2 separate regions of the Sus scrofa genome follow, and region 2 is linked to region 1. Evidence: chromatin contacts called from public Hi-C data. All regions are on one chromosome and are shown on one strand. The core of a region is the stretch at or near the end of the contact, and the rest is flanking DNA. Distances in the headings are between cores, read along the strand shown. Region 1 overlaps CTIF (CBP80/20-dependent translation initiation factor). Region 2 overlaps SMAD7 (SMAD family member 7).

What was found. A called contact is a pair of places that touch in the nucleus more often than the background predicts.
Region 2: a contact with region 1 is called in a Hi-C map of embryonic fibroblasts, with 1.6 times the contacts expected there. The contact joins two enhancer-like sites. A contact is called at or near these places in 1 of 47 Hi-C or Micro-C datasets (embryonic fibroblasts) and 1 of 2 datasets of contacts at active chromatin or transcription factors (alveolar macrophages).

The regions. Positions count from the first base shown.
Region 1 is chr1:98,344,633-98,350,117 of Sscrofa11.1, forward strand. All of the region lies in intron 7 of CTIF (CBP80/20-dependent translation initiation factor), which reads left to right. Among named protein-coding and RNA genes, the nearest start is that of TRNAD-GUC, 120 kb to the left of the region's middle. Within about 2 kb of position 3,484, at least 3 of the 83 cell types and tissues checked have an H3K27ac peak or open chromatin away from gene starts, as enhancers often do. A contact at or near this core is called in embryonic fibroblasts, where this site is marked.
Region 2 is chr1:98,519,145-98,524,315 of Sscrofa11.1, forward strand. All of the region lies in intron 3 of SMAD7 (SMAD family member 7), which reads right to left. Among named protein-coding and RNA genes, the nearest start is that of SMAD7, 21 kb to the right of the region's middle. Within about 2 kb of position 3,812, at least 52 of the 83 cell types and tissues checked have an H3K27ac peak or open chromatin away from gene starts, as enhancers often do. A contact at or near this core is called in embryonic fibroblasts, where this site is marked.

The DNA of each region.
Region 1 (5,485 bases), core at 2,234-4,733:
CCTCTGATTAACCTTCAGACAGAGCAGAATCTCAGAACATGTGTAATTAACGAAGCAGTAAATAAACCAGCCTTTCCCCTCCTCATTCCTTTGCTCATTCATTCTGTAGCTGGTGGTGGGAACTTCTCTCCGCCTTAGGGTGCAAGAGCCAGACCCTCTCATTTCCATTCCAGAGCGTCCCCTTGGCCAGGTAAATAGCTGGTTTCTAAAGCTTTCAATCCATGCAGTGGAAAGACTGAACTTCTCACGTGAACTTTTGCCTTGGCTGGCAGAGACCTCAGTCTTTAATCATTTCCTACCTGACTCTGAGTGAAAGGATGGTCCCACAGTCTGCAGGAGTGGAAGCGCCTAAAGCTTGGCTGACTGTCCGAGGCAGCAGGAATATTCCTGAAGCATGTGATGCTCCTTGTGGGTTGTCAGGAACCTGGTGCGGGAGTGAGCCTGGCACTCAGAAAGCCGGTGAAGATGGTGCTGTTGTTACTGCCAGGATAATGATGGCACCGGCAATTACAGGTGGTTCAGTTGTCTAAGTGGCTAGTGATGCCCCAGTTCTCCAGACCTAAGACCTCCTAAGACCTCAGAAAAATCACTGTGAAATCCAATTATGTAGCATTTCCGGCAGTACCTTAGCATAGAAACTCAGATCTAAGTCCCAGTCTGTGCTGGGTAACCTGATGGGAATGAAGCAACCTCTCTCTGAACCTTGCTTTCTGACCTGTAAGGCTGTCCTGCTGCCATCATGTAATCCCCACAGCCACCCTTGAGCTGGGGGTCCACACAGTTGTGGACAGAGACGCAGGGGGGTGAAATCACCCCAAACCAGGCTTTGAGCTGGCTGCAGTCTCACAGACAGACTGAACGAGGAGTGTCCTGCACAACAGACTCAGTGGATTTCCATCAGCTAATTTGACCCCCCATGCATAGTTGGTGCTCCATTAGCACTGACTGCTCTGACCCTTGCCCCTTTGTCAAGCCAATGTCATGTTGGCTCCGTGAAGAGGAAAACATCTCCACTGTGCTTTGCCTTGCTAAGCCTCGCAGTCATTCTGCAAACTGGGGCTGGTGACCCCTGTTTCTGGGCCCTGCATCACACTAACCTAAGCGGCCCCTGAGCTGCACGCCTGAGCCCCTGCCTCTCAGCTCGACTCAGGTAGTGTCACAGTGGCTGGGGCAGGGGAGGTGGGACCTGTGCAGGGCATGTGTAGGTGGCCAGGAAAGGAGGCGCCTTAGCTAGTAATAAGCAGTCATCACTTTTTCTGAAGGCAAGAAATATGAGCCCATGCATAGTTTTCAAACCACTCGCCCTAGGAATTTTGCTTTCAGAAATTTCGAAGCAGACCTACAAATTATGTGGTAAAGTGTCCAACACTGAGGGAACCATAATAAGACAGTGGCCCTCGGAATATCGAGTGAGGAATGATTATGAAATAAAAAATGAACAGAGAGGCATTTGTCTGCCTTTGGACTGCTGTTCAAATCCTTTTTAAAAACAAAATCTGAAGTTATTCTCCCTACACCCACCTCCCAAAATGCAGCTGTGGTCTTCTGAGGACTTTTTTTTCAATAAAAGAGAGCAGTCTTAGAGTGAAACAAGACATCTGATTTCAGAACCCAGAGAAAAAAGAATAAACTAAATGAGTGATGGAAAAAGCATACTGACAATTTCCATTCTCAAAAAAAAAAACAAAAAACATTATTTCCTTAACAGCAGGTGTTGCCAGTAGCACAAATGGAATATTAATCTTATCTCCTAAGCAGTCCCCACCCCAACCCCAACCCCCACCCCACCACTCCCACTCCCATCGGAGAAAACTTCCTCCTCAGAGGGATTAGAACATAATAAGCGGGCAGAACCTTTGGGGTTACAGGGCTGCATGGCTAGTTTGTCTCCAAAACATGGACCCACATATCCGGGGATCTGAGACCAAATGCGGCTTCCTTACTTGGCTGCTGGGAGCAAGAGCGGCTCATTCCCAGCTCAGCCAAACCTAAACCCACAGGTTTCGTGATGAGCAGCCAGCTGGCCCCTGAAGGAAGGTATCGACGAAACCCAGGGCCAGCAAACACAGAAGAGAGAGGAGCTGGTTTTGGCTAGCTCAGCCAGCGACCGCTGAAAAATATTTGTGAATGGCCAGAGCAGGGAGCCTGGGGCTCCATTGTTGGTGCCCGAGGCCCAGCCCCAAGGCTCTTCCAGTGGTTCAGGCCCTCTCAGCCCTTTCCCAGGCTGAGGACGTGGGTCTCATGTGGCCGTCACCACAGCAGGTCTCAGCCATTAACTCAGCCCTTCTCTCCCGAGGGGGCGGGATCAGTGGACAAGTGGGAAACAGACAGGAGATTGACGCTTGGGAGCCATGACAGGCTGACAGGCTGGGCACACTCCTGAGAGTCTCTGCCAGGCCCTCTGGTGTGGGAGGCCCCCTTGAGCCTCAGTTGGCTCATCTGCAAAATGGGAAGAAAGATTCCTCACTGGCTGCACACAGCGACCAGTCCCAACAATAACTGGCCCTGAAAACTAAGCAGAAAGGAAGCAAAGGGCCTCCTTGCTCTTCTGCAAGGCCATCTGGCTCTTCTCCACCCTCCCAGGAGCCAGCCAGCCTCATATTGGTCCTTCTCCTTTTGAATTCATCAGTCTTGCCTGCCCAGTTAGGAGGGGGCCCTTGAGGGCAGACTCCCAGGCCTCCCTCCCACCCACCGACATCACTCCACATGTACAAAGGAGTTGCCACCCAGGCAGAGTGAGTCTGAGTACACTCACTAATGCCCAGCAACGGGGTGCATTCTTCTTGGTCATTGCTGTATTGATGGGGGGGGCGCTGGCTCCTAGGGTCTTTCGAACCAGGAAGACATGGAGTTCCAACCCCCCCAACCCCCCGCCCCCCCCAACTTTCCAGGAAATAAAAGCAGAAGCTCTGCCTAGCTGATTTCTTTCTGAGACCTTGACCAGCCGGGTAGCCGTAATCTCCTTCCTCCTCCAGATGAAAAGAAGGGGGTTGGGTTTTGGGATGGAGGGGGGTGGGGGAGGGGTTGGCTTGGGGAGGATGCTGGGCAGAGAGAGGGGAATCCCTGATGTTACAAGTGGGAAGCCAGTTTCAAGACAGATGCTGGGAAGGGCTTGGTAGACCATCCTTTGGGGACCTTCTTTGGACCAGAGCTGCAGGCATTACAAAAATTCTAAATAAGGATGACAAAAGTTGTAAGAATCAAACATGATCTGCCAGGGAATTTCCAAGGTTTTTCTCTGGGCTTAAAAATTACTCACACTCAAAGAACAAAGAGAGTGGATGGCAAAAAGAGCCAAGTAGTTTAAAGTAATTGAAAAATAAAAGTAGGGAGCATTTACCAAAGTCAGGGCACGTGGTACCCCGGGGAGTGGGCGGGCCGTGGAATTTCTCCTGTGCTCTCCCCATGCGTCTCAGGATGAGGGCTGCAGACTCCTGAGCTGACCTGTGTCTTGGGCATCTGGCACATCTGAAGGCCAGTCAGTGATGCTGGGAGGAACCCGACTCAGTGACTCACTTTGCTGATGGGGCCCAGCTCTGCCCTGGCCCCCAGGTGCCCATGCTGATGATTCATACCCCCCTAGGAATGCAAACTGACCCTCTTCCAGAACTTAGAGCATTAGGCCCACGATGACCCCTGCTTTTAGGGTGAGACCATTCAGGAATGAAGCTGTCTTAAACGTGCACCGGCAGTGGTGGTGGCAGTTGGGGGGATTGGATGGAGAAATGGCCTCTTCCACCCAAGTGTCAGGGCAGCATGGTGCTTGCATCAAGAATGCACTTCAGAACCCAATGAGATGGCACCTGGACTCCAAGGAGGCCTGGGGCACTCCCAGCCAGCAGGACTTAGTTTACCTACCAGGCCTCTATACATGTCTCTTTTTTCTTTTTTCTTTTTCTTTTATTTTTATTTTATTTTTTATTTTTTTTGGTCTTTTTTAGGGCTACACCTGCAGCATATGGAAGTTCCCAGGCTAGGGGTCAAATAAGAGGTACGGCTGCCAACCTACCCCACAGCTACAGCACCTCAGGATCCAAGCCTCATCCTCGACCTATACCACAGCTCATGGCAATGGCAGATTCTTAACCCACTGAGCAAGGCCAGGGATGGAACCCCCATCCTTGTGGGTACTAGTTGGGTTCTCAACCTGATGAGCCACAATTGGAACTCCTAAATGTTTTTATATTGACTATGGCAACCCAGAGGTGCCCATGGCTGCAGGCTGACCAAAAATGGCCCCAACTATTGCCTGCCCTTGGCAGCAAAAGAACCAGGAAAGGGAAGTTCCCACTGTGGCTCAATGGTTAAGAACCCAACGGGTATCTGTGAGGATGCAGGTTTGATCCCTGGCCGTGCTCAGGGGGTTAAGGATCTGGCATTGCCACAAGCTGTGGCATAGATCACAAATGCAGCTTAGATCCTGTCTTGCTGTGGCTGTGATGTAGGCCTGGAGGGAGCTCCAGTTCAACCCCTAGTCTGGGAACTTCCATATGCCACAGGTGTAGCCCCCCGCCCCAAAAAAAAGAACTGAGAAAGGGGCATCCTCTGAAGACAGAAAACTCTTAGAAAATAACCGCTCTACTTCAGGCACGCCCTAGAAAAACTGTCCCCACCCCCTCCATCCCCCATGCCCATGCCAGTAAGGGGCCGAGAGCCCACCCTCCGCAGGCTGTGACAAGGCACCCGAACCCCACCAGGGTGCTGCCAGGGAGGCTGAGTGGGGAGTTGGGACTCATTCCTGTGTGTCAGCAGAGGCCATGTGGGGAGCAGCAGTCAGCACCCTTCCCCGCCTAGCCATCGAGGTGTCAGTGAGCAGAGCCAGAACCCCCATCCTGGTGGTGACGGAAATGTTCTGTCTCTTGACTGTATCAGTGTCAGTATCCTGGTTGTGATCCTGAACTATAGTTTTGCAAGATGTTACCATGGAAGGAAACTGGGTAAAGGATACAAAAGATCCCTTTGTGTTCTTTTTTAAAACTGCATGTGAGTAGTTCCCATCATGGTGCAGTGGAAATGAATCCAACTAGGAACCATGAGGTTGCAGGTTCGATGCCAGGCCTCGATCAGTGGGTTAAGGATTCAGCATTGCCATGAGCTGTGGTGTAGGTCACAGACTCGGCTTGCATCTGGCATTGCTGTGGCTGTGATGTAGGCTGGCAGTTGTAGCTCCGATTGGACCCCTAGCCTGGGAACTTCCATATGCCTCAGGCATGCCCTAAAAAGCAAAACAAATGAACAAACCAAAAAACTGCATGTGAATCTGTAGTGATCCCACAATACAAAATTTTGAAAAATAAATGTATGTTCATTTAGAAAACACAATTAAAGGATTTCCTGCTGTGTCTCAGCAGAACGAATCTGACTAGGAACCATGAGGTTCGATTCCTGGCCTTGCTCAGTGGGTTAAGGATCTGGCATTGCCGTGAGCTGTGGTTTAGACTGCAGACGTGGCTTGGATCTGGCATTGCTGTGGCTGTGGTGTAGG
Region 2 (5,171 bases), core at 2,562-5,061, 170 kb after region 1:
GGTCCTCCCTCCTCGGGACTCCCGGCGCCACCACGGTTGCCTCATCCGTCCTGCCCCCTCCATCACTCATCTCAAAGGTTAACAGCACCCGTCAGCCCGGCTCCCCACCCCGGTCAGGAAACGGGCTGTTCTGAGAGCAACCGGCCCACTTCAGGGACAAGGACTGAGATAAAAGGACTCGGTACCACTCCGTCCTATCGACTCTCTCATCTCAAATACAATTAACAAAGACTCTTGTTGGGCTCCAGTTTTCAGGAAGCAAATGACCGAAAAAACTAAAGCAAACATAAAACCAGGCTGGGGTGTCTGGGCTCCGTCTGGGCTCCGGGGTCAGCTCTCAGCCACGTTTGCCACCCCATCCGGGACACAAGCAATGACGCCACCGCCGCTCCCTCGGGTTGTCGGGGGAGCAAAGACAGCTCTGGGGTTCAGAGCAAGCAACCCGGGTTGTGTGTGTGGGGGGTGAAACAACCTCACTCTCAGTTAACTCTGTTACCCAGAAAATGCGCAGATCCAACCCATCACTACCACCTGAGCTCCTTGGACAAATGGAAGGGAGAATGAATTCTGGCTGGTAGAAAGCAGGATGGAAAAGTTGGATTTTTTTTTTTCCTTCAGAGCTCTGCAATGCGGGTCCGGGTGGCTGGGCTAGGGGGCAGGCAGGGGGTGGCACAGGTTCTTGCCTTCAGAAGCCAGGGTGCTTCTTCAGGTGCCCTGGCCCCAACCAGCTGAGCTTCCCAAGTCTCACTCCTCAGGGAGCCCCACCCCTCATGGGTGGACCAGCTATGGAACCAGACACCCCCTCCTCAAACCTGCTTCCCCAGGGCACCTTGGCAGTGACTTGAGCTCATCCTTGAAATGAAGCTCACAATGGCAGCCTCACCGGCTGTTGTGATGTGATGAAAAGCAGCCAGAGGGCCAGGCCTGAGCTGCAGCTTCACTGGAAACTCTCAACTCTTAGGGGGCATATCATCTCTTAGGTTCGAGAACGCTCGGAAAACGCTGACCACACTCTTCGCCCCCCTTACCCCACCCCAGGTGGGAGAATAGTTCTGCGCTGGTACTTAAACCTAATGAGCCCTTCTGGCAGATGCTCACAGAAAAGGCACGCTGTGAGGCAGCACAGCATCACCATCCATATGTTAAAGGAGGGGAGACAGGCACACATCACCTGCCAAGAACTGGGTTCGAGGCCCGTGTGAGCTGTGGGTGGGCAGCCACCTCAGGCCCTTAAAGCCACCAGCCCTCTCCAAATACTAGAGATTCAGATATGTGTCCTCCAGAGCACACTTTGAAAGTGTTACACCTACTGTGGCCCCGAGTGTGGGGTTCAGCTCCTTCACACCAAGAAGCCAAGAGAGTGAAAGGGCTTCTTTGCCAGCACGCTGCTGCTCTGTGACCTTGGCCAAGTGGCTCTGCCCCTCCAAGCCTCAGTCTGACCTGCCCATAACTACCAGGCAGAGGGGCTGGGGTAAAACAGCCCCAGGGGCCCTCTTCTGCCTCTGATGGGTCTCTGGCTATACTTTGGGATTCACAGATGTCTCTGGTCAGTAAGAAACATCGCCGGGTCCATTTCTTTTTACTACCTTCTAGAGAGGCAGAAAATCACTTTGGGGAGCAGGGCACCTTTTTGCATTTCATCTGCAACCATCAAACAAAAACAAAACCAAAAGGCAAAAGAGATGTGAGTCAGAGTTTGCTGTGTCCATCTCTAAATCAAACTTTACAAAAACTTTCAGTGAGTCTACAAACATGTTCTTTCTGTCTCAGGGGAAGGCGAGCCCCCTCCTGGGGTGGGAGGGGGGTCTCCTGTGTCATCATCACACTCCCAACGCCCACCCAGGCTTGGTGCCCTAAAGTTCCTCACCCACCATCATCCTCCTTCCTCCTGCAAACTCCCAGAGCTTACATATTTGGCAGATCCTGCTCATCTACAAGACTGATTCGTGACTGTGTCTTACAAATTGTGATGAGTAATCAGTTACTAGAGCTAAAATGTACTTCCCTGCTCCCCCAGCGGGCCCCACCCCCCGCTTCCTGAGCCCCTCAAACAGCCCAAGTCTGAGGCCCCCGAGCCCCCGGGGTCCCTCCTAAGAGCAGTGTTTTGCCATCAGAGGATATAATTGAGGGTAGCGCCGGGCAGGGGAGGGAAGCCACACAAATCAAAAGCTCCCATCTGTCTCGCCAGCCGGGCTGACGCGGCTTCCTGCGCCCCAGCCTTCAGCCATGCAAATTATAGCGTGTACCCGGCTGCCTGCCTTCTGAGGAGGCCAGCTCTGCCCGGCTCCGAGAGGCCTCAGAGGAAGGGTGGGGACACCCAGCCCGGCCAACTCCATTCATAATATTTACAGTAAATGGGCCTCCCTGGCTGTTGGTTAGTGTGCATCCAGCCTCATCACTTCTCAAGTCTGCATTTCAAGTTTCTTCCACGCCACGGGTGCATCACTGAGTTCCCGCTGCCACCCCCAAAGAGCTGAGCAGCTCCATTCAGGAAAGAGGCTCAGACACTTGCACACACAGAGACCGCCCCCCCCATCTGCTCACCTGTCCACACCCCCAGGTAGGATCCTGGCCACTCCCAGGAAGACATAACAAGGAAGGGGAACATCCCACAACAGAAGGGTGTTCAAGGATATTCCCGTCACATCTCTAACCCACCCACCTCCCACCTGCAGAGTCTAGAAATCCCTCCGAATTCCACACCTGGACTCCCAACTGGGGCTGCGCTTCCACTTGCAAAGGCAAATCCAACCGAAGAACCTTCTCTTAAAGCGCTAGAAAGTCCCTCATTTTTTTTTTCTTTTTCTTTTTAGGGTGGCACTGGCGGCATATGGAGGTTCCCAGGCTAGGGGTCCAATTGGAACTACAGCTGCCGGCCTACACGCAGTCACAGCAAGATGGGATCCAAGCAACCTCTTCGACCTACACCACAGATGACGGCAACACCAGATCCTTAACCCACTGAGCGAGGCCACGGATCGAACCCGCAACCTCATGCTTCCCAATCAGATTCGTTTCCCATGCGCCACGACCGGAACTCCTCCTCATTTTTTTAAATTAACATCCCTCTTCTTTTTATTAACCATCTATAAGTATGCTGCTACATGTTAAAGAATCTTAATAAACACAGCTGCATAATAAGCCACAATGTGCCGAAAGACACAACTCCCAGAGGTACAGAGCAGTTTCTGCCTGGTTCTGCGGGTCTAGGGGCTCTACTGGAGCTGCTTTTTTGCTGTGGGCCTCCATTTTTTTTTTTATTAAAATATAGATGACTGACAATGTTTCTTCAAGTTCTGTTGTACAGCAAAGCGACCCAAGCACACACATGTCCCTGTGCTGTAGCATAGGATCCCAATGACCATCCATTCCAAACATAAGTTTGCATCCAAACCCCCCACAAATGGGCCTCGATTTACTAGAGCCCCGCGCTGCCCTGACCTCTGGCTCCCTGAAAGGTAAGACAGCCTCAGACGCAGGCCCTGCCCCCACCCCATTCCCCCCACAGCTCCACTCAGCTCAACTCAGTTTTTTCTAGAGGGTAGAGAAATCGTCCAAAGATGTGGAAAAATACAGTGAGAAACAAAAGTCCTTTTCATCCCTCCCCTCCCCCAGCTCCCCTTGTTCCATAACAATTATGAAAACTGTTGGTTGGGATGGCATTTTGAACATTTACTGCATTCCGGCCAATAAATTCCAGCGCAGGATCTGATGGAAAAGCCTTCGCTCTTGGGCCAGCTCCCCGGCTCCCCGCCCCCTGCTCACTCCCAGCCCTCATTCCTTCTTCCTTTACAACCCAACACCAGGGCCCAGCCAGGCCAGGGCCGCACTGTACTTACAGGGAAAAACAACAGTACGACAGACTGGAGACAGCGTGCAGACTGGAAAAGTTAATCATTACTTCTGTCTGCCTCTGTAATCTAATCTCCCTGGCTTTGACACACTCACTGTTCAGCCATCCGGGCCCTTTCACCCCCAAAGCACCAGGACCTCCTAGGCCTGGGGCTCCCCCCTCCCGCAGGCCCTCCCAGCCTCAGCCGACAGCTCCCCCACCCTGGACCCCCGCTGCTCTCTGCAGTGTGCCCCACATTTCAGAGGACTCCAACCTGGCTTGTATTACCACAGAGAGCCAGGCCTCAGACGTGCCCCCCCCCACTCCTGCCCCAGGGCTCCCCTTCAAGCCCACCCAGTTGCCCCATGGGATCTGTGATCTGTCTACGCAGACATGACCCTGCCTCAACAAACTCCACAGAGAACTACCACACGGGCGGCAATTTCACCTCTGGGTATGCAGCTGTACTACTCACAACTGCCCAAAGGCAGAAGCAACTCCAAGTGTCCACTGAAGGATGAATGGATTTTATTTTTTTATTTATTTTTATTTTTTGTCTTTTTGCCTTTTCTAAGGCTGTTTCCCGAGGCATATGGAGGTTCCCAGGCTAGGGGTCTAATCAGCGCTGTAGCTGCCAGCCTACGCCAGAGCCACAGCAACGCAGGATCCAAGCCGCGTCTACAACCTACACCACAGCTCACGGCAACGCCGGATCGTTATCCACCGAGCAAGGGCAGGGATCGAACCTACAGCCTCATGGTTCCTAGTTGGATTCGTTAACCACTGCGCCATGAAGGGAACTCCTGTACATACACATTTTAAAAGGCAACGCTGACACATAACTACAACCTGAATGAATCTTGCAGACATTATGCTGAGCAAAATCCACCAGACACAAAAGGACAAATAGTGTATGAATCCACTCGTACGAGGTCCCTGGAACAGGAACAGTCAAATGCAGAGACAGAAAGTGGAATGGTGGTTGCCAGGAGCTGGGTAGGAGGGGGGACTGGGCAATTGGTGTCCGATGTTTGAGTGCCAATTTGGGAAGGTGAAAAAGTTCTGGAGAGGGATGGTGGTGATGGCTGCACAGCATGGGATGGACCGAATGCCACTGGACCATACATTTAAAAATGGCTAGAATGGGGTAACTTCTCCGTGGCTCAGGAGGTTCAGAACCTGGTGTTGTTACTGCAGCAGCTTGGGTTGCTGCTGTGGCATGGGTTCGATCCCTGGCCCAGGAACTTCCACATGCAGCGGGGCTTGGCCAAAAAAAAAAAAAAAAAAAGTGGCTAGAATGGTAAATGTATGTATATTTTACAACAAAAAATAAAAGGCC